Regions from separate parts of the Ovis aries genome. Here region 1 is linked to region 2. The links are chromatin contacts, called in public Hi-C maps. All regions are on one chromosome and are shown on one strand. The core of a region is the stretch at or near the end of the contact, and the rest is flanking DNA. Distances in the headings are between cores, read along the strand shown. Region 1 has its middle 59 kb from the start of BTG3. Region 2 holds the start of C1H21orf91 (chromosome 1 C21orf91 homolog).

What was found. A called contact is a pair of places that touch in the nucleus more often than the background predicts.
Region 1: a Hi-C map of skin fibroblasts shows a contact between it and region 2, with 2.7 times the contacts expected there. The contact joins the enhancer-like site here to the promoter of C1H21orf91 in region 2. A contact is called at or near these places in 2 of 16 Hi-C or Micro-C datasets (blood and skin fibroblasts).

The regions. Positions count from the first base shown.
Region 1 is chr1:140,175,935-140,180,598 of ARS-UI_Ramb_v3.0, forward strand. No RefSeq gene overlaps it. Among named protein-coding and RNA genes, the nearest start is that of BTG3, 59 kb to the right of the region's middle. Within about 2 kb of position 2,182, at least 9 of the 54 cell types and tissues checked have an H3K27ac peak or open chromatin away from gene starts, as enhancers often do.
Region 2 is chr1:140,048,477-140,053,309 of ARS-UI_Ramb_v3.0, forward strand. It overlaps C1H21orf91 (chromosome 1 C21orf91 homolog), which reads left to right and starts at 1,825. Exons shown (of 4, transcript XM_042230074.1): 1 at 1,825-1,883; 2 at 2,822-2,955. The coding sequence starts at 2,829.

The sequences.
Region 1 (4,664 bases), core at 932-3,431, 130 kb after region 2:
AGTATTTTTGTCAAAAAAAAAAAAAAAAAAGGTGAAATTTTTAGTCACTTAGTTACCCTGATTCTTTGCTACTCCTCTGCCCATGGAATTCTCCAGTCAAGAATACTGGAGTGGGTTGCCATCCCCTCCTCCAGGGATCTTCCTGACCCAGGGATCCAACCCAGGCCTCCTACATGGCAGGCAGATTCCTTACCGTCTGAGCCCATATCAACACTAAAAGGCTTATTATTTTAGTGTATTAGAAAGACTTTCTAACTGGTGAAATCAGTGGAGTTTAAGTTATGAAACTGTTAGAAGCTGGACATCTCCATCTTTGCAGGAAGAAGGTAGAAATACCTGTCTGGGTCAGTAGTTCACACCAGGAGGACAGTCCTGTTCTCTGATCTGACTAAACGGCCTGACCCCCGCTCCATCAGAACACACTTGTCTTCATCTTGGGGAGAGTCATTCATGGAGGTTCTGGTCATTGTGTCAAGGGTGAAAACTGAAAATATGAAAAGTAAACAGAGACTGTACAATTGTTTTATGCCTGCTTGCTACCCAGTATTTGTGTACTTAGAATGATATGGTCTGAAATGAATAACCGACAAGGCCCTACTGTATAGCACACAGAACTCTGCTCACCGTTATTTGGCAGCCTGGATGGGAGGGGAGTTGGCAGAGAATGGATACACATATATACGTGGTTGAGTCCCTTCACTGTTTACCTGAAACTATAACAACATTGTTTATCAATTGGCTATGGTGGTGGTTTAGTTGCTAACCCATGTCCGACTCTTGAGACCGCATGGACTCAAGAGTCCTGCCAGGCTTCTCTGTCCATGGGATTCTCCAGGCAAGAATAATGGAGTGGGGTGCCATTCCCTTCTCCAGGGGATCTTCCCAACCCAGGAATCAAACCCAGGTTTCCTGCATCGTAGGCAGATTCTTTAACAACTGAGTTATGAGGGAAACCCAGTCTTCATATAATTGGCTATGCTGCTGCTGCTGCTGCTGCTAAGTCGCTTCAGTCATGTCCGACTCTGTGCGACCCCATAGACGGCAGCCCACCAGGCTCCCCCATCCCTGGGATTCTCCAGGCAAAAACACTGGAGTGGGTTGCCATTTCCTTCTCCAGTATAATTGGCTATACCCCAATGCAAAATAAAAAGTTTTGTTAAAAAAAGAATAATATGGTCTGAAATATATTTTTGCTACAACTATCTGGTAGAAAGGTGGTAAGTGATACTCCCTCTAACTACTGGAGAGCTCTGATGAAGTTCAAAATTACCTGATATTTGTGCAATGAAAAGTAACTGGGACTAAGTTGGTTCAAATTCTCATACTCCATTCTTCAACGCATAGCTCATAATAATCTGTATACCTCAATCTTCCCTGCCAGATGGATATTTGTTTTCATTGACAGGGTTATTGATCTTTATGCAAGTGCAGTCTACCGTCAGAATATTACCTTCAGGAAACGTAGAAATGCTCTCGTGTCCATAACCACCATTTAGGTACTGAGTCATGAATCCTCATACTAATTCCCAGACACTTTGTTTTCGCTTTTAAGACTATTTTTAGAGCAGTTTTTGTTCATATCAAAATTGAATGGAAGGCATTGTGAATTCCCATTATCCTCTGTCCTCAATACATCCACAGCCTCCCCAACTATCAACATTCTGCCCCCACCCCGCCCACAGTGGTACATTTGCTACAACTGTTGAACCTACCCTGACACACCATTATCACACATAGTCCCCAGGTTGACTCTAGGGTTCACTCTTGATTGTATACATTCTATGGGTTTTGACAAACATAATTATATGTATCCATCACGATAGTATCATACAGAGTAGTTTCAGTTACCTAAAAGTCTTTTGTGTTCCACCTGTTTATGCTTCCCTCCCACTGCCAAACCCCCAGAACCACTGATTTTTTTAATAAATGATATATATTTATTCCCCCCTCCCTACTATCTCCTTAAAGAGCCCTCCTATCCCCACATGAGCTCCCAAATCCACTTGCAAGTACTTGTATTACAACACATCTGACATTGTTCCTGTTATTTTCACTAAGACACCCCCAAGACTATGAGTTTTTAAGTAAGGTTTTTCATTCACATTCATCAGCCTTTCTCCCAGTAGTGGGTCTGGCATGTGACAGGAATGCAATAACTGCTTGGTGAGTGAGTGAGTGGGAAAGTGACTCCTGGAAGTTAACACTTATTCCCTTTATGGTTTTGGAATCACTCCTCTTCCAGCAGCACTTGTGGTTTCCCAAATGAAGCTTTACATGCCTAGGAGTCTGACATGATCAGTCACAATAGGAAAAGCTTGATTTCCCTCCAAAAGAGATGCAACTTTCACTCTCTAAGGCCTTTATTCTGTGGATGGGTCAAAATGCAGATCAAATATAAGAAGTAAAGAAATAAAGCACCTTTAACAATTCCATGAAGTACAGAAAGCAAATTGTAAAGTCTCAACATCTCATCATAATGTCCTGAAATGGAAAGTCCATGTGGCTGTTCGGTAAGCCAGTGCAGGGCTTTCTTCATCCCAACTTATAGACACCTTTTGAGGCAGAGAATGGATATCAAGAAAACCAATGGCTGGAGTGCCTAGTATTGTTAGGCCAGTGGTGGATGGACAAAATGGCCAGAAGGGTTCCTCATTGCATAAATATACTTGGGAAACATCCTTTAGGAAAGAATGTCAGGAACATTCTGGAAAGTTTATGTCTGAAATATGTCAGAGACTGGAAAAAACAAAGGTTGGAAACCACTGCTTTTGATTTTAGACCATGCAACCCCAAGCACAGAACTGCTTGACCTAATTTCTGATTCCACAAACAGCTTTGGGGAAATCGTCATTACTTTACCCTAGCCTTCCCAGAACAAGAACCAAACATCCCTGAGGACGCCAAATGACACCACCACCCCACCACCAAGCTGGCACTGGCAAAGAGGTAGGCTATTTGCAGAGAGCACGCCGCCTCTGCTGTGAGTGGGCAGTGAAGTACCAGAGAGATGCGTGCTGCCTGCCTGGAGACAGGGTTGCTAGGTGCCTCTGAAGTAGTGAGACCAAGAGGTGTGCCTTATTCCCCCCACACTTCTGATTTTACACAGCGACAGTGGTAGCCTGGAAACAACAGGAAAGAATAGTGCCTGTGATGTCAGAAATAATGGCCAGCCAAGTGCCCTATGGGGCAGGAGGAGCAGGGTTGAAGCTTTTATCAAGTGCAGGAGAAAAAACGTAATGTGATTTGGTTTCACCATAATTGCTTAAGCAGCCTGGGTGAGAACTAATTATGAGTTCTTCTGGCTCCAGAGAAACCCCACCTCTTCCTTCTCCAGGACGGTACTAAAATACCAGCATTGCATCACCAGAAATCACTCCCATTGGCGGCCTTTCTTAAGGAAAGCCTTGCGCTCCGTTTCTCTGAAAGCCACTGGAATCTGAATAGACGCAGGAATTTATATCTTTCCAAGGCAAATAAACTATTCCTGGCACTTTCTTGTCACTTGAAAGCTCCTAGAGTGCTTGCCTATGATTATGTCATAGAGGAAGTATTGTTTATAAAATGTGGGAGTGATGAAATGCGGACCAGGAAATGAAGGGACAAGTTACAGGCCCTTCGTCATTACAACAGCCCCGCCACTGTGAGACTCAGGGTAAGTCCTGGGCTGCAGAACCAAGCTGTTCATTGGTGATATTTGGGGGCTCTCGCTGGGCTCTAGTGGACTTCCCTGGGGGCTCAGTCAGTAAAGAATCTGCTTGCAATGCAGGAGACTAGGGTTCGATTCCTGGGGGGGGAGATCCCCTGGAGAAGGGAATAACAACCCACCCCAGAATTCTTGCCTAGGAAATCCCATGGACAGAGGAGCCAGGGGGGCTACAGTCCACGGGATAACAAGAGTCAGGCACGACTTAATGACTAAACAACAACTGGGCCCTAATGGCCCTAAAGAGTAAAGGACTTTTGCTCAGAAAATTGGTCACTTAAGTCTCAGCAGAGGTAACACTGAAAATCAACTTGTGTTCATCCAGGTTAACAGTCCAAACTGCAACCAAAGTAATACTGCTATAATGTGATTATTTGCAATCTTTGTGAGCTCTGAGAATGAGGCAAGTGGATATACAGAAGTAAAAAGAACATGAGTTCAAATCCTAGGTTCAATCTGGGTTCAAACCCTATACTAGCTATCCGTAAGTTACTCGCCTTTTCGGATGTCCAATTCAGCTGAGAAAAGAGGTAAAATTATCAGTTCCTATGCAAGGATGAGTAATAATATGTAAAGTGTCTGCACTGCACTTGGAACACAGGATGTGCACAATAAACGGGAGCACGTGTCACAGTTCTCTCTCTCTCTTGACGAGAAAGCCCAGGCTGAGAGCCTCACGCACAGGCGCACTGGGGGTGGCAAAGGCAAGCCAAGCATGACTTCTTTCCGGAACCATCACAATGTAGCTAGCTGGGGGGCAGAAGGGGTGCGAGGCCTGAAACAAGCAACAATGGAACAACACTACGGAATTAGATACTGCGGATCTTCCCCAGCTCAGGACGGGGCCAAGTCCCAGTAAACCCTGTATAAATCAGAAACATCCTAAGTCAAAAACGCATCCAACATACCTAGCCTACTGAACATCCTAGCTTCGCCTAGGCCACCTTAACCGTGTTCAGAA
Region 2 (4,833 bases), core at 575-3,074:
TTTTAAATAAAAAACAAGGTAAAAGTTTTAAGGAGAGGTAGATAGGCAAAATGCTACAGAGAGAGAACACTGAGAAATGAAAATAACTTCGATCCAAGAAAATCGTTACTGATTTTAGAAAATACTTCATTGAAAAAAAATGAGTAGAACCCAAGATGTAAAACATATCAGTCATATTTACATAAAATGTGAAATTCAAATAGGTAACACAAAGACTTTTTTATTTTAATCTGTTGTTGTTCAGTCAGCTAAGTTATGGCTCACTCACTTGAGAACCCATGGACTTCAGCCCACTGGGCTCCTCTGTCCATGGGATTTCCCAGGCAAGAATACCAGAGTGGGTTGCCAGGGATCCAACCCAGGGATCCAGCTGCTGCATAGGCAGGCAGATTCTTTACCACTGAACCACCTGGGAGGCCCTTCTGTTTATATTAGTGCTTCTCAAATTCTCATGTGTACATTAATCACCTCGAGGTTTTGTGAAAAGCAGGTTCAGATTCAGGATGTCTTGGGTGAGACTTTATATTCTACATTTCTAACAAGATCAGTCAGTTCAGTTGCTCAGTCGTGTCTGACTCTCTGCGACTCCATGGACTGCAGCATGCCAGGCTTACCTGTCCATCACCAACTCTCCGAGCTTGCTCAAACTCATGTCCATCCAGTCGGTGATGTCATCCAACCATCTCATCCACTGTAGTCCCCTTCTTCTTCTAACAAGATATCAGGCCAATATTGCTGACTCACCTCCTATACTTCAAGTAGCAAAAATACAGATCACTTTTCTGGGGCACTGATAGTTTAAGTTAAGCGCCAGTTTGGTCTAGAAGTTCGCAAGTTCTACGGAATCCATTCCTACCCCCAGTCACCTGTGGACTGACAACCTAGTCCTGTCTGTGTAAACAGTACAGGTGTTTATGATGTTCTGGAAAATAACAGCTAACCCCTGTGATCAAGTCCCCACCTCTGTTTCTAACCAACAGATAATCTGGGTTAGTCATTTTTAGGAGGCAAAATAAGAACTCTTCTGGTTTCTCTTCTCTAAACGGTTGCTTGAGTCTTACAATAGAAAATGTAAGTCAAAGTGTTATATGAATCATAACCTTAAAAGAAAGAATGTCAAACAGAAACCAAAGAGGGGCAAAAGAGATCTTGAGTACCTCGGTTTTCTAAAGGGGCGGAACCTAAAATAAGAGGTGGGGCTCCGGGATTATCCTCGTGGGCGTGTTAGGAATGCGCCATATTACAGGGGAGGGGAGCCCCATTTCTACAACAATCTTAAAAATAAAGCTTCTGGAGTTGAAATTACCCCTAAATGACGAAAACTTGAAACACAAACTTTTCTCCCATTAAACTCGTCAACCGGCACCTAACTCAAAAGTTCAGCGATACTATTTTGCCTCGGTCTAGCGATTTCACCCAAAGTTCTCCCCGCGTATCTCTGGCCGTGTCCCCCAGCCCCGTCACTTTGCGGCCCCCGCGGCCCCCGCCCGGAGGCAGTAGTTTCCCCTACGCTAAAGGGGGAGGTGATAACGGACTCCTGTATCTACTTGCCTCGAGGAGGGGCGTGTGAGACACCGAACGGTGAGACATCCGGGCCAGGAGACGCGGGATCAGGAGGAAATCCGAGCCGAGGCCACGGCGTCGATGCAGCCCGGGAGCTGCCGGGGTTGGCGGCCGCCGAGCGAGCGCGCGGCTTCGCCCTCCGCGCCGCCCCACCGTTCTCCCCCAGAGCCTCGGAAGGATGGCACCGGCGGGAGGGGGCGGGGCCCCCGGGAGGGGGCGGGGCCCGGGCGGGCTGGCTGCTCGGCTGCGGCCGGAAACAATAGTGAGGAGCCCGAGCCGCGCGGATCGGCGGTGGCTTCGGTGGCGCGCGAACCCGGACGGTAAAGCTCCCGCTCCCCCAGCCCGCGCCCTGGTTCCCGACCCCGCGGTCCCGCCGCCTTTGCCCTCTGAGCCCCGCGGCCCCCGTCTTTGTTGCGCGCGGGGCGCCCCGACGGACGGGCGGGGAGAAGGACGCGGCACCCTGAGGGGCGGGCGCGCGCCCCCAAACGCCGGAGGCCGGGCGGGAAGCGCTGAGTCCGTACGGACCGGTTGCTGGAGCTCTCGAACGCCTTCTCCCCGGGTGGGAGGAAGCCGCGGGGCGAGAGGACGCGACGCTCCCGCCGGCCGGGCTCTCTGGGATCCAGCACCGCCCGCCCCCAATCCCCGGCCGGGCTTGGCCATCCCGGCTCCTCCGGCCGTGCCCGAGCCGCTCCGCTGAGCCGCTGCCCGACCTTCCGTGCGGATGCCGGGGACACGGCTGGACCCCCTCCCTAGCGTTCACTTTTTCCACGTGCATTTTGCCTGCCGCGGACCTGGAATAGCAGACCTCGCCGCGCCGAGCTAGCGAGACGCATCTAAGGTTCCCACAATGAAGTAAGGAGAGCGGTGTCCCGAGCGCGTCGCTCGTCCTCCCTTCGACAGCGTTAAGTAGGTTGACAGACCCCGGTAGCTGAACAGGCCGCGCTGCTAAGCTCTTTCCGCGCCTGGTCGGGGATGGAAGCGGTCTAGAATACCCGAAAATTGTTCTTCATCAGCTCCCCTCAACTAAATACAACACAGGACCAAAAAAGGCGCTTGGGCATAGTGTCACTTGCGGCTGGACTTTTTTACTAGCTTTGTGTCCTTGGACAGTAAAAGTATTAGTGTAGCGATGCTTGTTTCGTGCGGCTGTTGCCTTAGATAAACTGAAAAGCATCCTTCTCTTTCCTAGAAGTTCCTATTATTGCCGTGATGACAAGTACTTTAAATTGTGTAACTTTGTTTTTCTGTTTCTTAATAGGGGCATTATGAACGAAGAGGAGCAGTTTGTAAGCATTGATTTGAATGATGACAACATCTGCAGTGTTTGTAAACTGGGAACAGACAAAGAAACACTCTCCTTCTGCCACGTTTGTTTTGAGCTAAATATTGACGGTAAGGACACAGGATAAATTCATTTTATGCCCGGAACTTTACAGAACTACTTCATGCTGAACTCTGGTTATAAGGTAAAACTAAAGTTTCTTAAATGATTGTAAATTGTGCCAAGCGGAAATCTGTTAAAGGTTTCTGGAAATGAAACTGAAGGTAGCACAGCTATGAATTTAAGAGCAACTATTTTTTTCACTCCCACAGTATTAACTCAGTTTTACTAATATAAAAATGAGTATTGACTGCTAAACTTTTCTGTTTTGAGAGCTTATTGAGTTGTCAGATTTCAACAGATCTGTATGTTTTGTTTTGGTTTGATATTAAGAACTAACATAACCAAACATTTACATTGATAGGCAAATATAATTTTGTTGTTTTGGCCGTACCATGCTAGTACATAATTGAGGTGAGCTGTAATTTTTTCTCCAGTGCTCTTATTATCTGAAGCACATTTTTAAATTTTTACATAACTTTTCAATGATCATATACACCTTTAATAATTTTTAAACTAAAAAAAGCTTTTAAAATGTCTCAGTAATATCTCTAACAGTACACAAATGAGTTCTCCGAATACTTTTTTTTTTAATCTCTATTATTAAAGTTTTTAGGTTGATGCACAGCTAATGTGCACAGCAAATGTGTCTGTGGATATCAGTAGTTTGCCTCCAAGAAACATGTGGGGTACGTTTCCTTAATCTTGATGTTACCTTGATAAGTTCTGATTTCTTTTAAATATTTATGTCACACAAAAAAGGATCTTAATATTTCTGATAATAAGTTTGCCTTCCATTTGAATTTTGAATTGTAATATACCAGTAGAGAGATTTTGTTAGACCTTTAGATTAATTTTTATTCTTTACTGGTTCTGTTTATTAAGTAGGAGATAACAAATGTTCTTTCCATTTGAAAAAAATAGGATTATCTACCTTGAGATTCCTCTAAGACTTGTTTTTCAGAAATTGTTGTAGGCACCAAATTAATATATTTAGATACTCTAGTAAAAGTCAAAATTATAACTATAAATAGACTATTAAAAATATGTAGAGTTAATTATATGACATTCATTTTCCATTTAAGATATTGGTTATGACAGTTTTGCCATTGTACTCTCAGAAGTGTAGTTGCTAAACATGACAGTCTATGGAAGAACCTGGATTTTCTGTGGCTTCCATAAAACAATATTGGCCCTGTATATTCTTTTCCACTGAAAATGTGGGTTCTAGATGGACAGAGACAGTGGAAATGACTCAGCCCAAAGCTGTGTTTACATTGAGGAGAACTGACAGCCAGGTGGTGGGACTGTTCAGGGCTGCTCTGGTGGTGAGGGCAAGCTGTTGTTTTGTGCCAGGCCCTGCACTAAGCACCTTACGTGGATTATGTTATTCCACTCAAAATAGCTCTGTGATGGCTAATGTTATCCATTTTAAAGTTGATGGAGCCTAACCTTTAAGACCTAGAAACTGCACTTTGAAGTTGCTCAGCAAAGAATGACAGTGCTCAACTACGGAAGCCTGGCAATCTAGTTCTAGTATATGTCCTTTTAATTCCATTGATCTACTGTCAATAGTTATTTTAGTTGATGGGGTAATATTAGAAACCTATTTTCCTGAATCCTAATTGCTGTCCTTGATATTCGGCCAGCCAACTTTTAAAATGTTTTTGAACATTTTTGTCCCCTACCAAATTCTAAGCACAGTACCAATCAATAAATGTTTGATAAGTAAGTGGGGCTTTAAAAAGTGTGACATTTAACTTTCCTACTTTTGGTATAACCTTTCTGTAGTGTGGTAATGTTGCTCTCACTTGGTTTCTTAACTTTCTAACTGCCAAGTTTCCTCTAAAGCCTTCTATTCATCTTTCACCTAAGAGGCTAGTTAAAAA